Regions from separate parts of the Drosophila melanogaster genome. Here region 2 is linked to region 1. A link is a contact called in public targeted proximity ligation data. All regions are on one chromosome and are shown on one strand. The core of a region is the stretch at or near the end of the contact, and the rest is flanking DNA. Distances in the headings are between cores, read along the strand shown.

Region 1 (3,683 bases), core at 671-3,170:
CTATGACTTCTTGGATGTTTCAAGTATAGCAGTATGATAATTTAAAGTAGCATCTAGAAGAAGATTCCATGACTACTTTAACTAGTTACTGCCGATATTAAGTTATTGCCTCTAGTGGAATGGCTTTCTTTCATAGGGAAACGAATTTTTTGTTCTATTCGATTTTATCATTCTCTTCTCTTCGGTGGGTGGAGCCTAACTTTCTATTGAAATCTCAATTTTAATTTTACTAAACTTTTATTGCTCCCGTTCGGTGAATGTCCAACTGTGATTCCCCAGATCCTATCCTAGCTTTTAGTTTTAGCTTAAGTTTTAGTTGCCGTTTCCGTTCGCGATGCAAGCAAAGCCTTATTAGCTACACTGAACGAATTCGAATGGGAATTTTGTAACAACAAATGGTTTTCTGAACACCGAAGATAAATGGACTGGGAGAAACTCATATTTTGAAGTAATGAGAATTAAATGTGAGCATAAAGGACTATCGAGCAATGCGATTTCTTACAGTGCACTTGCAGTTGCTGTTGGCTTACTGCTATTGCTGCCGGTTGCAGGTGGCCGCCATTTGGGCCATGATTTATGCAGTGGCCGGGCATTAGAAAGGTCGTTCGCAGTTGTCGTCGCCAGTCGTGATTTCAGTGGAGAATGAGGAGCAGGTGGGAAACGAGCTCCGTGGGGCGGAGGAGCTTGGTCAGGAGAGAGAGGATGGGGGATATAAGTAAGCCAAGAAAATCCATTGCCACTCAGAGTCGGACGTCTTAATTAGGTTTTCTGCTGAAAAGTGCCGAAAAATGTTGGCTAATGCCCAACTTGCCACGCCCACACGAGCAGCAGACATTGTCTCTGACCCACAAATGGTCCTCCATCCTACCAAAAGCCCCTCTCCCTTTTTAGTCATGCCCCAATTTGAAGCTTTCTTCTGGTTCTCCCAGCGCGATTATAAATGACATCGCATTAGTCTTGGTCGGGTTAATGTGCGTTTCCTTTGGCCAAAAAACTGCCAACTTCGCACAACTTCATTAGTGGAGAACCATGTGAGAAAAGCAGAATATCAGACACTTGTCTCCCGCTTGAAGAGTTCCGGGAATTAAAGTACAGTTGCTTTTTCGTCCTACGCAGGTCTTGATTCTAGCCCTTTGAGGCATTCAGTTAGAATGGCTAAGTATGAACATTAAGTTATCAAAACATCTTATATACTTAATACGTTCAAGACAAAGTGCTACATATAAAAATATCCCCTATAAAAGGTACATTTTCTGCTTACCAAAACTAAATACCAAACCTATAAACTTGAGCTTAAATTATAACATTTTACGTAAGATACATTTTTAAGTCATTACCAGATAAAAATGAACTGTAAGTTTTCATCTGCGTAAAAACCTATTTTACCAAAATTCTAATCTAAAGAGTCGGTGGTTTGGGCAGTTCTTCGATCCCTGAGTTCCTGCTGATGCTTAATGGTCACCTCGAGGAACTTCAGATAGCCCTCGTCAATGGGTTCGATCTCCTCATCCTCGGAAGAACTCTCGTACACGTAGTCCAGGCAGTGAAACGTTCCTGTTTCCTTGGGAATATCCTCAAGGTCCTGATCCAGATTCGGATTAACCTCAGGGCAGAGACTCATAACATGATTGTGGTGCCATTCAAAAAGGCTTTGGTATACTACAATAACAGGGAATTTTAAATGGTTAACACTATTAAAAAACTTATTAATGACTATTATTGTTACTTTGAGCCACATTGCTCCACTGATCTCGAGATGTATGTGGCTTCGGCTTTCCCTCACTTTTCTGCCTTCGTCTGCGCTGCTTGCTCCTATTCCTGTTTCTTTTCCTTGCCATTTCCTCCGATTTCCAATCCTCCATTGGCTTTTATTAGGAAAATACAAACATTCGTCGCCTTTTGTTTACTTCTCAGCATAAGCAATAACAAGATTGCAGTGTTGCCAAATTATCCAAAATGTGGCCAGAAACTGAAATCTAGCGACCGCTTCACAGAATTATATATTTTGGTTCATATGAAGCGCTTTAATAATGATTCATTATAATTTTGATTTGGCAATTGGTTGTTTTCTTTGTAAATAATTTTAAATAATATCTTTTTAAAAGCAGTTTAAGATTGTGATGTGAATAATCGTCTATCGGACTGTAACAGCTGTTAATTCCAGTGTGTGTACAGATTGTAAACAACGCGAACTCCAGATGGCGTCTTATTACTGTTACCGGAAATTAAGTACAGGGGCTTTCAGGGAACAACAGATGGCGCCACCATGTTACTTTTAGATATAATAATTATTGTTTCTAACTTAGAATCTCATAGATACATATTAAAAAAAATTGTCTTAAAAATCAATACAATATATTACAAAATTTATATAATTAATAATTATGAAATTATGCCGCAAATTAATGAAATGAAATTTTATTCATTTTTGAAGAATTACTTATTCCAACAAAATCTCTTCATTTCTTAAATGATAAAACCCTTATATTTCCCTGCCCTCGCGGCCAACCCCTTGAAGGCCTTTTCCGGTCAACCGACTGACTTCAAAACTCTGGTTCAGACCTTCCCGGCAAAGGGCAAGCGCAAAGTTAAAGCCAGAGCAGAAGCCAAGCCGGATCGGACCGAAATCCAGATCCAAGCCAATCCCAGCCAGAAACATAGCCAAACCAGGGCTAAGGCTAAAGCCTGAGGAAAAGGCAGAGGAGTTTTGTTTTTCTAGCAAATTCAAATCCCGCGCTTATAAATCTCGGTCGATCGGTCGGTCGCTCGAAGTAGCGAAGAAGAAGTTCGGGAACCAAAACTAAAACTGGGATTAGGGCGGATCAATTTGGCTGTAGTGCGAATGCAAATTGGCCAGCGGTACGATTTAAATGAGGCGGCCAAACAAAGAGCACATTGATATGGAGTGCATCCTGCTGAGCCGGAACAAAAAGTCCGGGTATGGATGCACTTCCACTTTACCTGCCTCGTCCGGTTCATAAAGGAAAATTAGGTTTACACCTTCCCGGCCAATATGTTCATAAAACAATTTAGAGATTTACAAGGGGATCAACTTGAATGTGGTGCACAGTACATTCCATCCAACATATCCTGTGCCCCTCGTTCTTTTTTCCGTTCTCTTAAGTGGGTGTGGGTGTGTTTGTATTGCGGTTTTAGTGTAGCGAAAAAGGCGCGTGGTTATGGTTATGGATACGGATACAGATATGGATATCATGGCCATCATCCCGCCCATCATCCCTCACTTTTCCCGAGCAATTCACACATGTTTACTTTGGCAACTAGCGGGGGGAACGAAAGCTCTTCATTTCCGATGAAGTAATATGCGTTCTGATAATATGAAAAACATCCTGCGGCCAGGATTTGCACGCACTTATTCCCTTTTAATGGACTTGGCCAGCGATTTTTTGCCCGCATTTATTTTGCATATTTTTTGCGCGCATCGAAGCCAAAAAAAGATTTTAATTCGAGTGGTTCCTACGTGTGCTGGTGCCAGTAAACTAGTTCGGAAATTCGAATTTACATTGAAATAATTTCAGATTTGGAGAGCATAAACTTATAGACGACGTTGGTCAGGATGGCGGATCATGCTCAAATAGAATATAATATATAGTATATATAGTTGAAAACAGCAATGAAATAAGCTTCTAAACTATAGAATGGTGTAATTTTTACGGTACCATGAC
Region 2 (3,683 bases), core at 631-3,130, 140 kb before region 1:
ATGCCATGCACTCGAAACTAATGTTGAATTTTTAAATTTTGAACTTATAAAATAATTATATATTTACGTTTATGCTGAACATATAAGTTAGTGTTTTGCGAAATAAAGTTCGACTTTTATGGGAAAAATTCACGTATTCCACGTACCGAGAGAACACTGTACTAATATTTTACCCGCTGCGGCCGCTTGGTCTGTGAGAAATACAGACTGTTAAGTGCTGACGGCGAAGAGTCTTCTTTTATACCGACCAGCATCAATGTTGGGCCTTCAACTCTGTTCAACCAAAGTGAGTAAGCTCAGTTCGCCGGTTGTAAACAAACGACAGCTGTTGCATGTGGCACCCTTTATGTGCGTTTCGCTTTCCCCAGACAGCTTTTCCTTAGCCGGGTCGCGAACCAGTTTATGGCACTGCCCCAGTATTCATACTGCCATAAATGAGTTAATAGCTAGTCCAATCGACGCAATCGTTCTCTCTGAAGAAATATTTCGGACTCAATGCTAATAAAATGATTAAGGAATTCCCAGAAATGCACACTATCTATTAGTAATACATCAGCATTGCCGGTTTTGTTTTATTTCATATAAATATCTAAATGTATTAGAATGAAGCATTGGTATTTCTTGATTTAGAAACAGTCCTAGCAGTTAGTAACTCTTAACGGTTAACTTTACAATATCTAGCGAAACAGGGATTAGAATGCATATGTGTGTGCAGTGCGTAGTCGGTGGTATTGTCGGCACTTGCGATGACGTCTCCTTTTGGTCCGCCGGGGTCAGGTGGCCGGGGGCAGGCTCCTTCACCTTTCGAACCCTAATTGGATTTTTGCGGCTCAACGGTCTGCTTATGTAAGGCAACCTTTGGCGGACTCCCCATCAACTATCGCTGATACAAGTTGGCACGCAATGTACCCATATCAGTGTTATTTTCCGTCTCCATTTATCTCTGCTTATGTATTATGTAAATTGGGCCTATAATGAGACCTATCATTTGAGGAAGCCAGATTGCGGTGGCCAATTTGTTTTTGAAAGCAATTCTCACACAGGTAGAATATTTCTATCTGCCCCTATCCCTTTTCCCCAAAAACAGTGCACCTGCAACACGCTCTAATTAAAATGACAAATAGAAACATACAAAAGTGTTTCATCTCGGTACCTTGGCATCGGGCAACGAGGCGTATGCGTAATTTTCTCAGCTTCGCTGCTTTCTCGCACCCTTCGGGTTGCAATTTTCCACTTTAGGCTGTATCTGAGATCCACGCAAGTTGAGCAATAACAGAATCGTTTACTTGATCATTTGAAATACCAGCAAGAGTATTAATGAGTGTGCTTGACTTGACAACATATTTAACATACAATGAAAAATTATAATAGAACGGGTATTTAATCATTCCACCTACTTTTAAGCAAATGTATCATATCCGGCTTTCTTTAAGGTGCTTGTTATTTGACTTAATATTTAATGGGTATCTTTTAGTCGTCTATTTGTTAGTTTTGGCATTCGTGTCTGTTTAAGGTAATTTTCCTAAAGATTTAAAGTGTGTCAAAGTGCATTAAACAATTGTCGTTTATTTTCGGGTGTTGGGAACGTTTGTTTTTGTTGAGGGGGGGGGGGGGAGGTGGTGCGGTGATATAAACATAGTGTATAGGCATATGCACAGACAGAACAGAGACAGATGAGGTCTCTTTGACGCGTTTTGCTGGCGTCACAAGCGGCTTTCTCGCTCTCTCGCTGTCGCATTAGGTGACCAGAGAATTAGAGAAATAACGTAGAGAACCCTTGCAGCAAAGTGAAAACAAAATGTGGCGAAAACAAAGCCAAAGAAATGTGCCTGGCGGTGGGCTCTTCTGGTCGCAACTGCTTAAATTAAATACATTGCTCACTTTCTGTTCAATTGGCGAGCCCAGCGGACATCGGAGGAGCCGCTTCAGATCGCGTTCAGTTCAGAGTGGATTCCGTTCAAGATTCCGTTCCGTTAGAGCGCTCAGCGTCCGTCGATCGCCAGGCAGTTAAGACCGCGACCTCGCGGCATTCCGGCTGCAGTCTCCGGTTCCGTGTCGCGTCGATCGTTTCGTCTTGAGGTACCCGGAGATCCTTCCCGATCCCTGCACGTCCAAAAACCTATTCCCTTCCGTGTAGGAAGCTAAGGAGCAATGTTTCCAGCTTGGGAATACATTTAGTTAGCAAGGTTCAGTAGGTCATCATTACTCGGCAATAATGTGTTATTAATTGGTTCTTAGCGAAACAAATTGTGTTGCCAAATAACATACAAGGACGGTGTAATTAAAGCCCAACGATATTTGTTTTTACATGGAAGCAGGGTGTCAACTAATTGTCGCCATTTCCCAGTTATGAGCGGTGTATATAACCCGCATAAGGGTCATACAAAAGTCGGTCGAAGAACAATTTAAGCCTTTCCTGCATACAACTTGCACTGTGAATCACCTAACAAAAAGCTGGGGCGTAATTTAATTTTGGTACTCTCACCATTCGTTCCTCGTTCCAATCAACACCCCCACCCACTTAGTCTTTCCTAGTAAACAAACCTTGAAGTCAAGCCCCCTCGAATCCAGACCAAAGCAGAGAAAAGCAAACATTGTCCCCTAACACCAAAGCCCCCTTGGGGTTGCCTACCATTTTGTGGTATCCGCAGGTAGAAGACAATCCTCTACAACGGCTACAGCAGTGCAACGCATTTTGAAACTGTTGATGCAACGGCAGCAGAAATTGCTGCGGAAAATATTCCAACTGACTGCATTGGCAAAACGTTAAGTATTCGCAGTGGTGTGCGCGCAAAAAAACCAAAAGGCGGTGATAAAGTGCCAAGCAAAATACCAACGAGTGAGTGGAAAGTGAGACATACAGCACAGAACAATAATTATCGCGGGGAGTGCCATCAACCAGCTCCATCCTGGGTAATCTGTGGTTAATCGTCCGAGGTGAGCTCATCCAAAAACAACACGGAAAATTACAGAGCGGTGGCGACAAGTGAAACCTGAAATATAGTTATTAAGTTGCCATTAACAGTTTGGTGTTTTAGCAGAACTCAGAGAACCGATCAAACATTTTCACTGCCAACCATTTTTTTGAAGTTCACAATTTTTACTATATATGCTAGTCGTATAAAAAATCTTCGTAAAGGGTATCACCTATTCGGCGTATTTCTGTTGCAAGTTTCAGTCCAGAAGAGAGTGAACTTTGGGGACGCAGGGTGACCTTCGATCGCTTTGAAAGTTTTTCGCTTTCGTGCCTGTCTATAATTTGCGTCAGCTAAGCGAAACCGAAATGAATGGGCCAAGTGACAGGTTGAATCGATTAGGTGCTCAAGAGCCTAACACACTAACCATTTATAATGGAAGCCAAGGAATTCTTCCTCTGTAGATATCGTTCTTTCTCCTAAGCATTCGAAGAAACCCCTGCCAAATGTCAAGTTCAAGTTCGACCATCTCGGCAATATCTATATATCTCAGATCTACATATGCTGAAAGTTTTGCGAAGAGGAAGTGCCAATAAATTTTCTGTCTTGCAGCAGGGCAAAAATCAAAACGACAGGCGAAACTCGTCGCTGCAATTATCTTAATTATCTGCCAGAGATTGGGGGATATGGCGAGGATGTTTCGCCACTGGGACTTGGGGAATGCAATGCGAATTGCAATATGACAACCGAATTCAGCCGGATCCCGGC

Evidence for each region.
Region 2: a targeted proximity ligation map of the Kc167 cell line shows a contact between it and region 1, with 9 times the contacts expected there. A contact is called at or near these places in 33 of 107 Hi-C or Micro-C datasets (the Clone 8 cell line, the D17-c3 cell line, the Kc167 cell line and 17 more) and 2 of 7 datasets of targeted methods (both in the Kc167 cell line).

The regions. Positions count from the first base shown.
Region 1 is chr2L:601,050-604,732 of dm6, reverse strand. It overlaps CG13689, which reads right to left and starts at 1,920. Exons shown (of 2, transcript NM_001272910.1): 1 at 1,784-1,920; 2 at 303-1,659. The coding sequence starts at 1,862. The coding sequence ends at 1,394.
Region 2 is chr2L:742,592-746,274 of dm6, reverse strand. Eaat2 (Excitatory amino acid transporter 2) reads left to right here and starts at 1,880. Exons shown (of 8, transcript NM_058079.3): 1 at 1,880-2,079; 2 at 2,652-2,937.